Regions from separate parts of the Sus scrofa genome. Here all the other regions are linked to region 1. The links are chromatin contacts, called in public Hi-C maps. All regions are on one chromosome and are shown on one strand. Each heading gives the region's core, a stretch centred on a gene start, on an enhancer-like site or on the middle of the called end of the contact. The rest is flanking DNA. Distances are from core to core; before and after follow the strand shown. Region 1 holds the start of NFIL3 (nuclear factor interleukin-3-regulated protein). Region 2 has its middle 78 kb from the start of NFIL3. Region 3 overlaps AUH (methylglutaconyl-CoA hydratase, mitochondrial).

The links. Hi-C and Micro-C count contacts between places; a contact is called where the count stands out from the background.
Region 2: a Hi-C map of embryonic fibroblasts shows a contact between it and region 1, with 3 times the contacts expected there. The contact joins the enhancer-like site here to the promoter of NFIL3 in region 1. A contact is called at or near these places in 4 of 47 Hi-C or Micro-C datasets (embryonic fibroblasts, fibroblasts and mesenchymal stem cells) and 2 of 2 datasets of contacts at active chromatin or transcription factors (alveolar macrophages and skeletal muscle).
Region 3: a contact with region 1 is called in a Hi-C map of skeletal muscle, with 4 times the contacts expected there. The contact joins the enhancer-like site here to the promoter of NFIL3 in region 1. A contact is called at or near these places in 1 of 5 promoter capture datasets (liver), 5 of 47 Hi-C or Micro-C datasets (heart right ventricle, liver, psoas muscle and 2 more) and 1 of 2 datasets of contacts at active chromatin or transcription factors (skeletal muscle).

The regions. Positions count from the first base shown.
Region 1 is chr14:2,602,474-2,605,173 of Sscrofa11.1, reverse strand. NFIL3 (nuclear factor interleukin-3-regulated protein) reads left to right here and starts at 1,400. Exons shown (of 2, transcript XM_001928870.6): 1 at 1,400-1,532.
Region 2 is chr14:2,680,477-2,683,176 of Sscrofa11.1, reverse strand. No RefSeq gene overlaps it. Among named protein-coding and RNA genes, the nearest start is that of NFIL3, 78 kb to the right of the region's middle. Within about 2 kb of position 1,321, at least 15 of the 83 cell types and tissues checked have an H3K27ac peak or open chromatin away from gene starts, as enhancers often do. A contact at or near this core is called in embryonic fibroblasts and skeletal muscle, where this site is marked.
Region 3 is chr14:2,486,347-2,489,046 of Sscrofa11.1, reverse strand. All of the region lies in intron 4 of AUH (methylglutaconyl-CoA hydratase, mitochondrial), which reads left to right. Among named protein-coding and RNA genes, the nearest start is that of AUH, 59 kb to the left of the region's middle. Within about 2 kb of position 1,431, at least 18 of the 83 cell types and tissues checked have an H3K27ac peak or open chromatin away from gene starts, as enhancers often do. A contact at or near this core is called in skeletal muscle, where this site is marked.

The DNA of each region.
Region 1 (2,700 bases), core at 151-2,650:
TTTCTATGAATTAGCTCCATTTCTAACCCTGTAAAGGTAACTGACATGCATATGGTTTTCATTTCATCTAAAAGTGGTTTTTCAAAGCTATAATGGGCATTGTGAGGACTGAGGATGAGGAGGAAATGTATTATTGCAAGTGAGAAAAGTGGAGAATATAAACCAAAATCAGGATTCATTTTCATCAATGGAGTCAGTTCTTTGGAATAAATATCTAATACAGGTGACTGACTCAGAAGCCACACACAGATGTGCTTCTTGAATTGGTGAGCACTTGGAAAGGTGCATTTGGGGAAGATGCTAAAACCCATATTGCAGGTCTATATTGTCAGAGCCTTGTTGGTAAATCTACACCTTACCAGGTGAATCGTGAACATGTGTGTGTTCTGAACAGCAGCATTGTCCTTGGAGAATAGTTTGAAACGTGAAGCTTTCCAAAACCTAATATGTGATAAGAATGTTTAAGCATCCATTTGGGGGTACTTACAATTCCTCAGTAAGAGACTGAGGAAGATAGAAGAGACAAACTTAGCAAGCAGATTTTCTATTGATGATAGACCTCGGTGAGGGTAGCTGGGAGAAAGGAAGGTGTTCACTCTATATTTTGGTGTTTAGTTCAACTTTTTTAAAGAATATTTTATCATAAGAAAAAGAAGTGGAAAGTCATGCAAGGCATTCAGCCCAGCTTCCACACAGTCCAAGCAGAGCAGGAGGTCTTTCCGCACCTGCCACATTCCCTATTTGGGCAATCTGTGCGTCACTATCAAGAATATGGCTCCCTTCGTAAAAGGCAGGCGCTGCCGCTTTTATCGATTTATCTATCTATCAGGAAATGCGCCGTGTGTGTGCCACGTGCCTTTACAGTCTTTAGCTCAATGACCTGACTCGCCGGGAGGTGCCCTTTCCCCCATTTCTTTACGTCTGTTACGTAGCCCGGGAATTTGGGAAGAAGACAATTGCATCCAATTAGAGGCAGAAATGACCGACTTGCTTCTACTTCAAGATCAAGAGACTCTGAACCTCTGTCTCAAGCGCCAGCAGCAAACACCAGCGAGCGTACAGGATGGGCGCACCCGGCCCGCGGACCCGCACTCCGGGCGGCCACTCTCGGCATGGCCGGGGGAGGGGGCAGATGGACCTTGGCCAGCTTCGTTTCCCAGTCGTGTTACGCAACAACTTTGCAGCCGTCATCTTCGCCCTAATTGTGTAGGGGGCGGTGTTCGTGCGTTGCGCTTTCTCCCCCCACCCCACCCCCCGCGCTCCCGGCCGTCGCGCTCCCAAGGGAGACGCGCGGGGCATTGTAATCGCTGCCAACGCAGCACCGCGGGGCTCGGAACCGCCACCCGCCTCCCTCCCCTCTGCGGCCGGCCCTGAGTTCTGGCCGCTCGCCTGCGCTCACCCTCGGCCTCCTCTCTCGCCCACCCCCAGGAGGAGGGGTCCTCTCGGCGTTTAGAGAGGGGAAGGCGGAGGTCCCTGCCACGCCCGGGTCGAGGCAGCCTCCAGCCCTCCGCCTGGTACTCGGTCGGCAACAGGTAGCCTGGCTCGCTGAGCGCTCGGGGAAACAAAACGCGCCTCTGCGAGTGAGCGAGGGTCGCTGGGCTTAGGTACCTCGGTGACCGAGAGGGTGAAGGCAACGGTGAGGGGAGAGGGACGGCAAGGTAGGGGGTCTCGGGCCCCTCCTCAGGCTTGCCCCGGTCGAGGTGGCCACGCTGGCCGTTGTGCAGCCCTGAAGCGGGGCGCGAGGCGCTGGGCGCGGGTCCTCCAGGCGCTCGGGCGGTGGCAGTAGCCGCGGCCGGGAAGGGACGCGGGCTGCTTGCTGGTGGCGCTGCCGGGAGGGGGCGCGGGCGGGGGCGGGGCCTGTGAGAGCCCGCCCCCGCCGGCTGCGGCCATTGGCGGTGGGCTGGGGGCGGGTGCGGGCACAGCGATTGGGGCCGCGGCCGCCCGTCACGGCTAGGCTGGCGGGCGGCGACGTAGCGCCGCGCTCGGAACTGACCTACTAACACACATCTCCCGGCGCGGCCACGGCGCCCGCGGACCCGGCGCGCCGCCCGCCTCCCGCGCCGCGCCCTCGCCGCTCCTGCCGTCCCGGAGGCCTGGCCGGACCCGGATCCCTGAGCGCCTCCAGCTCGGCTCCCGACTCCCTGCTCTTTCTCCCTGTCGCCCCGGCTCGCCGGCCCGAGAGCAGGAACACGGTAAGCGCTCCGCCCACCGCCTGCCCGGGCCCGGTGCCCCGTTCCCCGCCCGCTCCTGGGGCGCGCGGCCGGCGGGCACTGGGCGCGGACCGGGCTGCGCGCGGGGCCGGGCTGTGCGCGGGACTGGCCGGCGGCTGCGAGTGTGCGCGGGGCATTCATTACATAAACTTTTGCTGCCTTGTCAGGAGGGGACTCGCCACCTTAAGGTGGCTGCTTTGATTGCAGCGCCCTCGCGCCGGCACGTAGTCCGAGCTGGCTTGCGCTCCCCCCGCCACTGTTGCATAATGTCTCCTGATTTCAGGAAAATTGATGTTTTGGTAGAGAAGAGCGCCGGGGAGACTGAGCCATCTCCTGGGGAAGGGCAGCGCTCTTTCCTTTCTCGTGCCTTCTGCGGGGCTGGCGGCGGAGGAGAGGAGGGGGGCTGACTAATGGGCAATAGTCTTGATTTTCTCGTTGAGAAAGAGCATTGGTAGCGTGAACGGTGACGGCATTCGGAGAATGCCTGCGC
Region 2 (2,700 bases), core at 72-2,571, 78 kb before region 1:
GTGTTACAGGGTCCAGTGCAGCACCCTTACTGATACTGCTATTCCTCTAACTCAGCTGAGGTTTCAGGGAAGGGGATGCTTAAGACAAGGACTAGAGGGATTTGGAAGAAGTCAGACAGAGTAGCTAAAAGATGAAGGAAGTCCAAGAAAAATAATAAGCATGATGGCAGGGAGGATAGAACAGCTTGCAGCATTTGGAGAAACAACAAGGAACACAGAGTGGCCAGAACTCAGACCCTGGAGGGGGCTGGAGAGGCAGTAACAGGAAGAGCAGTCCGGGTGGGCTTCCCTGAGATGCTGGGAGTCACACCTTTGCAGCTCGAAGTGGGCAGGGAAAAGGCTTTGCGCTGTGCATGCAAAGCACCATGGGGAGGAGTTTGGGGTTTTTGTTTTTTGTTTTTCTGGGTTTTTTTTTTTTTTTTTTTTTTTTTTTTTTTTTTTTTTGTCTTTTGAAACCTGCACCCGCAGCATATGGAGGTTCCCAGGCTAGGGGTCCAATCGGAGCTGTAGCCACCCGCCTCCACCACCACCACAGCCACTCGAGATCCGAGCCACGTCTGCTCACAGCAATACCGGATCCTGAACCCACTGAGCAAGGCCAGGGATCGAATCCACATCCTCATGGATACTAGTTGGGCTTGTTAACCGTTGAGCCACAAAGGGAACTCTGGTGTTTGGGGTTTTTAGACTTTCCCCCTGGATGCTCAGATAGTCCTTTTAGCACTCAGAGTTAAATGCTTCTCCCAAGCATATCATCCTCTGTGTAATTACTGCCTTTCTCCTCCATCCTCAGGTCGGATCCCTTGTTCAGCTTCTGTGGTGATGGTTGGGGCACTGCGAGTCCCGCTATAATGGGCAGACTGGCGACCTCACATGTCCACCCCTGGGCCCTGTGCTAAGGGGACAGCGTGGCGACAAACGGGGTGGTCCTCAGGGGTTCTGGCTGGTGACCTGTAGCCCAGGGCAGAGCCAAGCCCTCGTAAAGTGCCCGAGGGAGACCCCTGTGGCGATGCCCTGGAAGCAGCTGGATGTTTGCATCTGGAACTTAGAAGAGAGGCCAGGGCTGGGGGTGGAGGGCAGTTTTGTCACACGGTGTTTTGGAAAGAGAAATGGGTCTCTCCAAGTCCCTCTACTGCGACCTGTCGTTTCCAACCCCTGCCCTTTCCATACCAAAGTCTTCCCCACCCATCCTGCCCCAATCATAGAGAAAGAGAGACAAAGGAGTTAATGAGATGCCTTGTATTGGATGCAGGTTTTAGGGAGGCATGATATTCTGACAGTTGAGCTTGATGGCTATATTTCCATCCCAGCCTTATTTCTTGGTGGGTTATGCAATACTTTCCCCTTAAGGTTCCACATTAGCTAACTGGCCATTTTAGCACAGCCCTGTAAGAATATAAACATTTAGAGAATTTTTTGCAATGACAAGAAGAGATAATATGTGTGAAGCCAGTGAGCTAGTTATGTTTAGGAAAATCACCATGGGATTTCAGATGATGCATTGATGTAATGCGATTGGTGGTTTATGAAAATTCTTTTAGACTAACCTCGGCCATATAAGCACAACCACATTCCTTGCTAGTGAATAGCAGGCCGGGCCCAGTGGAATCATTTTTTAAAAATTCCATTATTAACCTTCCACTTTCTACCTCTCAAGGGAAGAGGGGGCTGGGACGGGAGGGAAGAGAACTTCACAGTGAAATTTTCTGTGGGAGCTGTTTGAGGCTACAAGTAGTAAGAGGGAAAATCCAGAAATAGTTTCGGAAATTAGTCATCTGTCTTCAAACTGGGTTCGGTTACAGTGTTGTGTTCCACAGAACTTCTTTATAGAGCTTTTTAAATAGTGGAAATCTGGAAAGATTAATAATCACTTGTAGAAGGGCCAAAAGGTCCGGTTTCATGTCCAAAAGCAAGAGGGAAAAAAGCTCCCATTTGCTAATACTGTCAAAATAATTCCCATGATAGAAAATTATGTTCTGGGAACTGAGAAAACATCTTGAATTTCTCTACATTTACTAGGGTTTTTTTTTTTTTTTTCTGATGCAAAAAGCCAGTAATTAGGTTATACTAGATGATGCTTAGCATTGCTTATTTAAATGTATCATCTATTAAAAGCATTTTCCAGCACACACAAACACAAACATTATGAAGTTATCCATTAATGTCTATCCAATTACTTTAAAGTGTACTAAAATGAATTAAAATGGGAAAAAAGTAGTATCCAAATATTTCTATTCCTATTACTCTGCCAACTTACTATCATGATTATTTTAAGACAGTTCTTTTTCTCTTTGATGCTCTATTAAAATGTAGCACTTAGAGGATTTCCCGTCATGGTTCAGTGGAAACAAATCCAACTAGTATCCACGATGGACTTGGGTTTGATCCCTGGCCTCGCTCAGTGGGCTAAGGATCTGACGTTGCTGTCGTTTGTGGTGTAGGTCATAGATGCAGCTCATTAGCTCTGATTTGATCCCTAGCCTGAGAACCTCCATATGCCCCGGGTGTGGCCCTAAAAAGAAGAAGAAGAAGAAGAAGAAGAAGAAGAAGAAAAAAACCAAGAAAAGAAAAAAGAAGTGAGAAGGAAAATAAAAGCAAAGTAACCTATGGAATCATAACAAATCAGCACTGTCAGCCCTAGAGAAATCTCCTGCTTAATTTAAGGCTACATCAAACTTTCCTGCAAACCTCCTTCCCTTC
Region 3 (2,700 bases), core at 182-2,681, 120 kb after region 1:
CCTTTAGGAAGGATGGCTTACAGTTCTGAGTCCCTTCTCGAGGCCTCTCGGTCTGGGCTGTGAGAACTGATGATGAGTAATAATGGGTACGAGAGAGCCTGGCTCCAGACCACCTGTGCTTGAATTGTGGCTGTACTGGGCAAGTAACAGCAACTCCTTGACCCAGTAAGAGTTCTGATGTCATAAAGCTGGTAGGAGATTTGAATAATATTTTGAAGGTGCTTAGGACAGTGGCCACATGTAATAAGCAAACTCTCTCATATTTTGCTAGATGCATAGGTAGTATATAGAAGGATAAGAAGGAAGGTGGGGAGTTCCTGCTGTGACACAGTGGGTTAAGAATCTGACTGCAGTGTGGCTCAGGTTGCTGCAGAGGTGTAGGTTTGATCCCCAGCCTGGTGTAGTGGATTAAAGGGGTCAGCATGGCTGCACCTGTGGCTTAGGTAGCAGCTGCAGCTCAGATTCAACCCCTGGCCTGGGAATTTACATATGCCATGGGTGCAGCTATTAAGAAAAAAAAATAAGGCGCAGGCGGCTAAGTGGTAGGCTTAGAAAAGTCAAGCAGCTTTTCTCAGAATGCACAGTGGTCACTCTTCTGACTCCTGGGAAAGGTAGCTCCCATTTACAGGGCTCCCTCCGTCCCCTCCCCCCTAAGGTGAATGTGTCTGTTTGTGTCCAGGCCTGCTCCTTTCTCAGCGGCCCTGGCCAGGCCTCCAGAGAGCTGAGGCATGGCAAGCATGCAGGCTTTGGGGAGGAGTGGTTGATTTTATTTTTCTTTTTGGTGCTTGCTTTGAAACTCGATGATGGCCGTGGGAGAGAATACATTAACCTGAAGGTAAAGTTTGAGCTGAAATAGGGATAATTTGGAATTTATTATTACTTCCTGTTAAACTTCGATTTTATTTCTGTTCTCCTCAAATGATTTCAGTAAAGTCAGACTTCTGATATTACTAGATGGGCATTTCTCTTGAAAGATGTGATTTCTCTGTTTTCTATAAGAACACTACTTTGCAGCAAAATCAAATTTAAAACTCCATGACTCACACGAGCATTTTCCCTTAGTATTCGCATTGTTGCTGTTTTTCTAGAAACATCTGAAAACCCACATCGTGCATTGTATTTATCTCAGAGCTGAAAGGAGCCCCTCACTTGTTTTCCCCCACCTTCTCGGCCTTCTGACTCCAGTTATGTTTGCAGAGGGTGTCCTGCAGACTCTGGAGGAGACTGGACCTTCCCTTGCAGATCATTTATTTTTCTCCTAAAATAGCGAAACTTTAATTGTTTGCTTTTATTATATTTTTAGGAGCATTCAAAGGATTATTATCTTCTTTGTCATACCTGGCTCATTTCCTGGTACTGAACTCAAAATAGTATCTGATCCTGTTGGTTGCGTAACACGTTGAGTCATAATTTCTTCCTAATGCTGTTGGGAATAGCCATTGCTCCTGGCGGTTTCTGTTCATTCAGTCACACTCTGATGTACCTGCCATTTTGATAGTTCTCAGTTCTCTGAAACTGATACTCTGCTTTTCTAAAGGAGTGCTTTATTGAGTTTCCTCTAAGATTATTAAATGCTCTCAGGTAGAAGAAATACCATATGTAAAAACAAGCACATTAGATAACTATGAAACTAGCATGTACTTTGAGATGACTCATATTTTCTTGAAAAAAACTTACTAAGAAAAACATCTTTTAGGGAAAATTAGGACGAGTTTGATAAATTCTTTCATGTATGAATAAAACTCAGAGCACTTCAACAGATATGAATAGATCTCTGAGGAATTTCATGTTATCGGAATACCTATGGAAGAGAGAGAAGAGATTTCTAGGGATGATATCTTTTTATTTTATTTTTATTTATTCATTTTTACTTTATGTATTTATTTTAAATTGATATATAATTGACATAACCTGTGTAAATTTAAGTTGTATGTATTGATTTGTTTACATATCATAATATAACTAGCACTGTAGCATTAGCAAATACCTCCATCATGTCACACACTTATTATTTCTTTTTTGTGGTAAGATGGTACCTTTTTAATGTCTACATTCTATATATATATATTAAGGATGGCCACCTAACTTTACATTTCCAAAGTCAGAAATAAAATTAATAGAAATGATTCTCCTTCATAGGATAGTTAACCAGTTTTTGAACCAGAGATAGAAAATGAAATCTGTATATTATAATTTATAAAAGTCTCATTAAAATAATAATCTGTTTCTGGACTGAGAGAAGTCTGGTTTTGATTTTTAAGATCAGCTAAGCCATACGGGTTCTCAAAGCCTTCTGAGAGTCTCTTCCATCTGAAGTGTGTGGTATTTGATAGGGCTGCTGTTCATCATACTCATCACCAAATAATAAAACTACTAGTGGGTTGATGCCCTAGCAACTGCTTGGACAGCTTCTGTCCTTTTTCGAGTAGATGTATTTTTTTCCCTTTTTTTAATTTTTGGGCTGCACCCACAGCATATGGAGGTTCCCAGGCTAGGGGTCCAATCAGAGCTATAGCTGCCAGCCTATGCCACAGCCATAGCAACGCCAGATCTAAGCCGTGCCTGTGATCTTCACCACAGCTCACGGCAACGTTGGGTCCTTAACCCGCTGAGCGAGACCAGGGATCAAACCTGTGTCCTCATGGATGCTAGTCAGATTCGTTTCCACTGAGCCACGGCAGGAACTCCCATATTACTTTT